Linked DNA regions of Mus musculus: region 1 is linked to region 2. Evidence: chromatin contacts called from public Hi-C data. All regions are on one chromosome and are shown on one strand. The core of a region is the stretch at or near the end of the contact, and the rest is flanking DNA. Distances in the headings are between cores, read along the strand shown.

Region 1 (4,950 bases), core at 113-2,612, 210 kb after region 2:
ACAATAGGTGGAATATCCTGAAGACATTCATAGAGCCTCAAGTCCCACCCTCAAGTCCTAGCCCCACCTGTGCCAGAAAACACAAAGGGCTCAAGTCAAGCCAATTCCCTTATATACCCAACTGTCATACAATGGAAAGTAAATAACAGGCCAACCAACTTTCTCCTGGCCTCGTTCTTAGTTTCCCTCAGACCTCAAGAGGTTCTTAAGAGTCCCAACCCAGCACTCATCCCTGCAGATAATTTAGCTACTATTGCTATATTTATGTCTCAAGTTTCTTGATAATTTAGGGGTCTCCAGCAAAATTTTAGCAATCTTAACTTTCTTTAGCCTAAAAAGACAAAAGGGAGAGAGAAGGAAAGAAGGGGGAAAGAGAGGAGAAGAGGAGGGGAGAAAGAAGAAATAATGGACTAAACTTTATATGTTACTTGAAGAAAAGGAAGGAAAAATAAAGAAAACATCTACAATACTTTAAACGTGGCGAAGAACACTAACAGTCCACACATTTGTATTAGAATTACAGTATTTTCCGTTTAGAGACACGAGACAAGTTAATTGCATAGTTACCACGAAATAAACTACGTGGCAATTACACAGTAACTCCTTTAGAAACTGTAGTAATTACACTGAACTGAGCATTCTAAAATAGAGCCAAGGTACCAAGTTCATACACAATGAGATGCTCAATCTGAGACCAGGCCTTTCTGGGAGAACGCAGTGTAGGCAACAACCTCTGGTGCTGACTTTAAAGATGATGTATTTATAAATATAAACATGTTCCCAGGCAGGGCCCTTAGCACAAGATGTCTTTTCAGCCAATGACAGAGAACTCAGTGAAGGAGTGCCAGGCAAGGAGGAAGTTGACAGCAATGCCTTGTCTGAAGGTGACAATTCTCAAAGAAAAACATGAGCAGTGGAGTTGGAGAGAGAGTGGGGTTTGCTGGCTTAAAATCTGCATAATGTCACTTGTGTTGGGGAAAACAGCTCTGTAGAGCAGTGAGTGGGGACAGTATATTATTTTGTGTAGAACAGTGAGCAAGAACAGTATATTTTACAGCAATTTTGAAGGGAATTAAAGGCCTGTGATGCGGTCAATCCCCCAAAGTTTACCAAGTAGCCACGCTGGTCTCCCTGCTTTCCCCAACCCATTACCCATTCAGCCTGGAAAGGGGCAGAGCATGAAATATGAATAAGCAGGGAGGCCCAACCTCAAGCAATTTGTAAAAAGAGAGAGTCAGGGCTGCTGCAGCCCTGATTATTTTGAGGCCTCTTCCTGACCACAGGGCAGCCGTGCCTATCATAGGGGTTACCCCCCCCAGAAGGAGCAGAGTACGTTTTGGCAAGAGCCTTTAATCGCTCCCTCAGCATGACTCAGCTTCCTTCCCACATGCCAGACAGGATCCACCGTGAAGCCCCACTCTCTTTCTCCATTCCCAGGTCTGGGAGTTGGCTGCAACCCAGGGTGGAGATGATGACAAAAGACGACGACGTCAGGACTGGATTTAGCACCAGCTGCCAAGGCCTTTGTGAATTTAATTTTGGAGGCATCTCTTTGCCGAGCTGATGCCAAGCTATAGCTGATGAGCACCAGAGGAGAAAAAAAAATGAGATTAGAGGTGGGTGAAACCAGACAGAATGGATGTGAGCAGGGTGGAGTTCTGATAGCATTTCATTTAGACCTTGTGTGTGAAAGCCAGCTGGCTCCAAACGGGAGTGAGAAAGGGGGGGTCTCGTGCAAAGGTGGTTCTGTTAAACCTTGACCCAAGCACTGACTGACTATGGCAGGGAGACACTAAGTCCACTGTTTACAGAGCTCTGAGATCCCCACTGAGCCGAGCCATCAAGTGGAGCACCATGTCTCACTTCCTTGTCATAGCCTTCAGTGACAAACTTCCTCAGGTAAAGCCACACCTCCTCCTAAACCTCTCAGAACAGCAGCCCTAGCTGGGGACTGAGTATTCAAGTACCTAAAACTGTGGGGTGAATCTCATTAAAGTTGCCACAGTTGTATCGTCTTCCCTATCTGCAGAGGTGAGCAAGAGACAGGGAGCCACTGAGAATTCTGAAGATTCATAGTTCAAACACTCATGCACCATGATGACCTTGGTCCAGGTCAGTCTGAATAGTGCTCTGAGGTAGCCCGGCACAGACCTGCCTATGGGATGCGGGGGACCAAGGCCTCCTGGAGCAAACACAGATGCTTGCAGTTCTAGATGTGAGTTCTCAGCTTCCTGCTCCTGCCCATGTATCTTCACTCTACCATCACAGATACTAACCATTTAGAACCATAAACCCAAATAAACTCTTTCTTCTATACCTTGCCTTGGTCATAGTGTTTTATCACAGCAATAGAAAAAATAACTAAGGTAACAACCTCCCTGGAGGGCTCAAAAATGAGAGCATGCTCTTACTGGGGCTGACTATGAGTACAGGGACACTGGTCAGTGGGACTGTGGCTACCTATAGGGGGAGGCTCAGTCCAGGGAAGGCTGAGGAACACAGATAGAGACTGAGAGAGCAGGATTAGAGCCTCCATGCTAGAGATGAGCCCCTGTCTGCTCTCAGAGTAGGTGAGGGCATTGCTCGTAGGGCTTTGTTGTACCTTTGAAGGAACAAGTAGATCTCAGCTGATAGTAACCCACTTTTGCAAAGAGACACATCTGACAAAGGGAAGCCTGGGAAATGTGCACACACACACACATACATACACACACACTCACACACACACACACATACACACACACACACATTCAAGAAGCACCTCTCCCACTCTCTAGTTCTCTGTCCTTTCTCAGCAACAACCTTAATACATTTTGAAAAACAATGAGAACTTATAGCCCAGGTGACATTGCAGGGTACAGTCTGCAGGTCTGCAGGGTTGTATTAAGCACACATACACTGGGGGTGCTCAGGGCACCATCTCTGTGTGAACAGTTTGCATAGTGTCCTTTCCTGAGATGCCATTCAAAGAACGCAAGGCTCAGTCTTGGGTGACATCTCCCTATCTCCCACCAGAGGTCTCTAGTTGTCTTGTTGTATTTAAGATTATTTTATTTATATTTATGTATATGGAGGGTGTTGCCTAGAGGGGTCAGAGGAAAGAGTCAGATCATCTAGAGATGGAGTCTCAGGCAACTGTGAGCCTCCAGACATGGGTGCTGGGAACCAAATCTGAAAAAAAAAAAAAACCAACAAAACACAGCAGTGTTCTTAACCACTGAGCCAGCTTCCAGCCACCTCAGGAAACTGTTTTTGATTCTGTGTGTTTTTGATGCCTAAGAGTATTCTGGATGAGAGGGCATGGGTTTACATCTGGGTCCTCTAGTCTATTCCATGTGACTTTCTGTATTTATGTTGGTAACATGGTGGCTTTGTCCCTGTGTCTTTAAATTCGGTGCTGTGTTACCTCCAGCTCTGCTCCATTTAAAGACTGAAGCTATGTTCCCATTACTCAACCTGTATAAAACCCAACTCCAAACGGATCAAAGATATCTCTGTAAAACCGGAATACCTGCAATCACAAGAGGGACTGTGAGAGACACTGTTACAGGTGCTGATTTACCGCTGCACAGAAGTCCCCTAGCTCAGGAAACAAAGCCTCTTCATTACCCTCTTCTGGATTCCATGATCACTTCATGTACATGGTGCATTGACACACATGAGGTACCCCCAACACATTAAAATAATAAAATTATTTAAAAAAAAAAAGCTTAGGCAGAGCAGAAGAAGCAGCCAAGCAACGGTCTACAGACTTGGAGGGACCCTCAGTCAGTCTCCTGAAGTAGATATCTGGAAAACAAAAAGAGCTCAGACCATGTAGCAAACCCTGTAATCTTGTGAAAATGGACAACAACCTGAAGAGAATGCTCCCAAAGACCCACACACAGCAGGCAAGAACAAGGAGAAATGTCCTCGGCCTCATCGAGAAAAGAATCACACACCAAAGCCACACGAGAGTCTGCCTCACCCAAGTCAAAGTGGCTATGAAGGAAAAATGTGGGCAGAAGGACCTGACACACTGCCTCCTAAAGTTCATTAGTGCACCCACTGTGAGACTCATTGTGGAAGTTCCCCGGAAAACTAAAAATAATAGAATACCATATGGTCCAGTCAGAATACTTCTGAAGATGTATGCATGTCATAGATATGCGTGCATGCATGTTTATTGCTGCACTGTTCATAAAAGCCATGTGATGGAATTATCTCAGTTAAAGTCAGTGGGTAAACAAAGAAAATATGGGATATAGATGGTGGAGTACTATTCAGCTATCAAAAATAATTAAATCTTGTTATCCATAGGAAAAGCATGGATGGAACCAAAGTAGCTCATCACAGGCAAGATAAGCCAAACATAAGGAGACAAGAATCCATGCTTTCCCTCTCATACAGGAGGGCTCCTAAGAACTGTTATGAGTGAAGGGTGGAGAGAGAAAGAGAGAGAGAGAGAGAGAGAGAGAGAGGAGGGTGAGGGAGGGAGACAGGTAGATATGATCAATGAGTAGTGAGTAGTATGTGCACATATGGAAATGCTACCATGAAAATGGTTAGTGTGTACAATTTAATGTAAGTTTTGTATGTATGTGCCTGGGTTTGACAGCGGGGTGGAGGACACATGTGCTCTTTCCTGTGGAGACCAGAGGCCAGCCTCAGGTGTATCCATCCTGTTTTTTGAAACAAGGTCTCTCACTGGCTGGTGAGCCTCAAGGATCGTCCGCTGTGCAAGTTGGAACTCCAAAAACAGGCTGCCACACCCTCAGACTCGGGTGTTCATGCTTATGCACCTAGCACTTACTGCCTGAGCTGTCTCTCTGGATCTAAAATAGGGAATTGAATATGTAAAATCTTAAATATATATAGAAGAGAGATTAAACCCTTATAATTGCATGTCGTATGTTTTTCCTCTCTGGGACTTTGGGGCTTGAGTTACAAAAACACCATCCAGAACTATTC
Region 2 (4,728 bases), core at 1,175-3,674:
ATCACTTGAATGCTTGGTGTCATAGACTCAGCTGGTTAAGATGCAGTGGGGGAGGGGGTTGGTTATCTGATTATCTTGATTATCCATATGTTCAAACTTCACAGTACAAAGTGTATCCTTTACAGGGTCCTGTGCATCTCTATATGACATCATTCTAACCTCTACTTCTATGAGAGGCTGGCCTCACTCAAAGTGATGCCAGTGCATTAGGAAACTTCATAAGGCTGCAGAATGAGCACCAGGAAACACACAGTGTGCCTAGACAAACACAAAACCTTATGAGAATCTTAGAGCCTTGCCTACAATGTAGTTTGCAAACAGTCAGAGCTATTCTAGCTGCTGAGTTGGGCAAGACTGAATAGCTGCCCTCTGGGGATGTCTCTTATGTGTCAAGACTATGCTATTCTCCTGGTGTCTCTTACAGAGATCTCGGATTACTCTTTTCTTAAATTGAGATGGAAAATCTGCAGGAACTTTGGTCTGGCATTGTTGTAATGACACAGAGCTGGGATTTGGTTCAAGGTCTTCATTTAAGTACATCTTCAATTCTGTGTTTAACCTTAGGCTGTTTGAGAAGAGAGAGAGAGAGAGAGAGAGAGAGAGAGAGAGAGAGAGAGAGAGAGAGAGAACATGCTCAAGGGCCGGCTTAGGAAGGAGGGCAGAGACCACATGCATTTGCATCCTTGCTAAAATCCCCTCCTGACACTATGTTTGGTTATTCTACCAGACATGTCTAACTGCAGGCTCGTGGGCCCCATGCAGCTGAGGTTAGCCACAAATGTAGTTCATGGCAAGATCGTGAACATTCTTAAAATGTTATGAGATTTCTTGGCAATTTGTTTGTAACTAAAGAGCCCACCATGAGCTTTATAGATGATGTCTAACACCAACCGGCTGTCACAGAGACAGAAGAAGCCTGAATACATGCCCAACAGTGCTACAGAATAATTACATAACAGCTAAAGGGTCCAGCAAGTTTGAGGGAAGCCTGTGCTAGACTACAAGTGACATCTTATCTCAAAACAAAACCCAAAAAGAAAATCTGAGATGGCTCATCTGTCTAGTGCTCACCACTTAAGCACCAGTACCTGAGTTCTAACCAATCCCTGCACCCACTCAATGTTGAGTATTCCTTGTTGCGTAACATTGATCTCTGGCTTCCACAGGCAAACACATACACACACACACACACACACACACACACACACACACACAGGCTGCTACTTTCCTTTTTAATCCACTATGTTTACACAAACTAAGGCTCTATAGTATGTTCTTCCACTAGAGCAAATAAAATAAAATAAAATAACATAAAATAAAATAAAATAAAATAAAATGAAGCAAAATAAAATAAAGCAAAATAAAATAAAGCAAAATCTACCAAGGAATGTCTTTGACTCCAGCATTTGTCCCTTTTCTTCTTGTTATTATTGTTCTGTAGAATCTACATTATCTACTTCTGAGTAGGTCTCAGTATTAGAATTATGATCAAGGATGAAAGCAACCAAACCAGGAATCATGCTTTTCAGAGTACCTTCTTCCTCCAGGTCTGAATCCAAAGCAAAAGTATCACACATTCAAAGGCACGGTGGCATCAAAGGTAACTTACAGTCACACTGTGTTTCCTTGGAGAGATCGGATCTCAGTTGGAATTCACTGATTTCGACATATCTGCTGAATCACACAAGTTTATCTAAAGAAGGAAGGATCCTACTACCCTGCCGTGAGGTATCGGAATGGATCTCAAACATCCTCCAGGCAACAGGATACTCCATCAACAACCCTAGAATCTGTGAGATGAGGCATGGGCTGTACTAATCAGAGGCACTGCAGCCACCCAAGACATTTCCTCATACTTAAAACCTCCTTGTCATTCATGGAAGAGGCCAGCTGTCCAGCTCCCCACCCCACCACCCCTATCCCTAACCACACAGGGAAAGCTCATAAAGAAGCCTATTATCCCATGGAAATTTTAGTTGATTTGGATTTGACACATTTGAAGGAATGTGACAGAGACACATCTTTTCAGGAAGGTTGGGTTGGCCTGGAATTCTTCAGAACATGTTTAAGGAAAATACGACTTTTAAAACATTCCCTCACTGATAACTTTTGAAAACCAAATTAAGCTGTACTGCCTGGAAGTAACTACTGGCATATTTCAAATTAAATCAACTCAGGATTACCCATTTTCAAGAGAGAGCAAGAAGATATCACCAGGCACAGTATTTGTAGAACTTTAGTGAAAATCTCTCCTTGAGGAGATAGACAAAACTGAGATGCTACCATAAGGAACCCCTGCGACCCTTCAGGGAATGCCCCAGAGCCAGAGTAGGTATGTGGCCCATCTCTCTCTCCATGGCTATTTGCACGTAAGTGAGATCTGCAGTGAGATATTGTTAGAGTGTTGCTAAGGCAACAGGACTGCAGGAGATGATGAAATAGGAACCAGAATCCACACTGCTCCAGAGCCTATGTCACCAATGTCTCATCTGTATACAAGGGGTGCTTAAAGAATCTTATTGAAAATGCCATGCATACAACTAGCTTAGGTGTTGTGTGGTTCCTCTTCACTGACAAGTCGACAAGATTTAGCATCACCATAGAAACACATCTCTGTGTATGAGGGTATTTTCTGAAAGGTTTAAATGAGCAGAGAAGACCCATACTAAATGTGAGCTAGTCCTTTCCCATGGGCTGGGCTTTGGCCTGAATCAAAAGGAGAAAGCGATCTGAGCACTAATTCATTTCTCTCTGCTGCATGACTACAGATGACCTCACACTCCTGCTACCATGATAGACACACTGCACCACGTGATTTAGAATAGACCTTCCTACCTTAAGCTGCTTTTCGTCAGATATTACATCACATCAACTGGAAAGTAACTGAAAAATACCAGTAGGATTGGTGCTGTTCAATATAAATGCCATCACAACCAGTCTTTAGAAAATTAACCTATGACCCCCCCAGGCCATGAACACAGGATTATTTGCATGGCAGTATATAAAGACTGATTCTATTCAGTTAAAAATGTCAAAATAACAACTAGTTTGACACCTTTGTTTAACATAGAAGGCCAGAAATTTGGAGAATGCCAAAGGCCACATAAAAACACCTCAGTGAGTAGAAAAAATGGTGACTGTTGTTATCTTGAATGTTCTGAAGAAGTTCTCCATGGGAACTGTGAACTACCCCACTGCACTTCTGAAGAGACATGGGACTAGACTGGCTCTTGATTTGTTTTATTTGGCATTCGGCCACCTAAACTACCAGTACAATATTAACAGGAGGTGGTGCTGACTAAATTCTGTAGTACATACTCCTCAGTGTTTTGTGTGAACTCATCTGGTTCATGAAGCAGGAGCATTTCATTTCTTATGGCAGAAGGGAAAGCAGATGCCAGAGAGGGGCACAATATACCTCATGGGAATAGAGAGTGTATGAACTTGCTCGATCACTCTGACAAAACACCACAGAATCTCACGGTTTCAACCACAGAGATGTATTTTCCTTTACTTTTGGCACAGTTTCAAGACCAAAGTATTGCAGTGTGTGTCTGTATGTGTGTGTTTGTGTGTGTGTCTCTGCGTGTGTGTCTGTGTGTATGTCTACATCCTGATCTCCATTCTCATAATTACATAGCAATGTTCAATTAAGACATACCTTAATAATCTCTTTTGATTTGATCACCCCTTTTAAGGTGATCCTCAATATATGCACACTCTAAGGCACCTGAGTTTATGGTTTCAACTTAATGAAATTTGGAGGGAGAAATTTATTCTTTTAACAGAAAGAAACAAAGTCAGTCAAGAACTATTCTGAGATGATGGTAGTGAAATTATGGAGACAGTATGGTGACTCCTCTGTTTGGAAAGACTGAGTGTTTTCACATGGCCCTTTGGACCTTAAGATGTCCATGTGAGGCAGATGTTGCCTTCATGTATGATAGGATGCTCTGCCAATTAGGTCTCCCAGCACTGAAGGCTTTGCAAGGATGTTTCCAATGAACAGGCAAAGTCAAGGGCCTTAGAGCTTGATTCAGCAATGTCTAGGTTCTCATGCTTTCCTAGTAAGATGCAGAGAATAATGAAGATGAGATGCACCCTCAGCTTTAAAATAGACATCATTTCTACGAACTCATCTCCTCAGAGACTCTTCTTCTAGGGGGATGTGAACAAGGGTCCCGCAATTAATTACATGTTAGCTCTCATTCCCAAAATAGCTCATGCAATTATTGAGACAATTTCAAGTGAACATGCTTCGCAAAATAAGTTACTTTTGCCTCTAAACTAGTTTTAATTAACTACATGGATAATAAAACTGGAAGATTCCGGCTCGGATTTGAGATAAAAGTGTAGGAATGATGGCCACAAAACACTTCTGGAGAGACAAGACTGTAGTGAAGGCCACATATGATGATTGTCACTATTTAATGACACTTGGTACTCATCCTGGGCTGTGAGCCAGCCCCTCAGATGTGAACATCATTTCCTATCTAGCCTTCCACTGCCTAAGAGTACCTGCCCCATGATTGGCAGATCAGATGAATGGATACAGTGATTTGAAAGAACAATGTTAACAGCTGATTATTAGTGTGCAGATGTGTCTACATCTAATTTTCCTTCCAGTATCTGAGAAACTTTCTCATGGTCAACATTCTATAACACACACACACGTGCGCACACACACACACTTGTACTTATACTGTACAACTGTGCTGGCCATGGGAG

The links. A called contact is a pair of places that touch in the nucleus more often than the background predicts.
Region 1: a contact with region 2 is called in a Hi-C map of the C2C12 cell line, with 5 times the contacts expected there. The contact joins two enhancer-like sites. A contact is called at or near these places in 11 of 484 Hi-C or Micro-C datasets (the C2C12 cell line, adipose-derived mesenchymal stem cells, cortical neurons and 6 more) and 1 of 115 datasets of contacts at active chromatin or transcription factors (stem cell-derived neural progenitor cells).

The regions. Positions count from the first base shown.
Region 1 is chr16:97,287,454-97,292,403 of GRCm38.p6, forward strand. No RefSeq gene overlaps it. Among named protein-coding and RNA genes, the nearest start is that of Bace2, 67 kb to the right of the region's middle. Within about 2 kb of position 1,363, at least 76 of the 459 cell types and tissues checked have an H3K27ac peak or open chromatin away from gene starts, as enhancers often do. A contact at or near this core is called in the C2C12 cell line and cortical neurons, where this site is marked.
Region 2 is chr16:97,072,912-97,077,639 of GRCm38.p6, forward strand. All of the region lies in intron 1 of Dscam (DS cell adhesion molecule), which reads right to left. Among named protein-coding and RNA genes, the nearest start is that of Dscam, 95 kb to the right of the region's middle. Within about 2 kb of position 2,425, at least 13 of the 459 cell types and tissues checked have an H3K27ac peak or open chromatin away from gene starts, as enhancers often do. A contact at or near this core is called in the C2C12 cell line and cortical neurons, where this site is marked.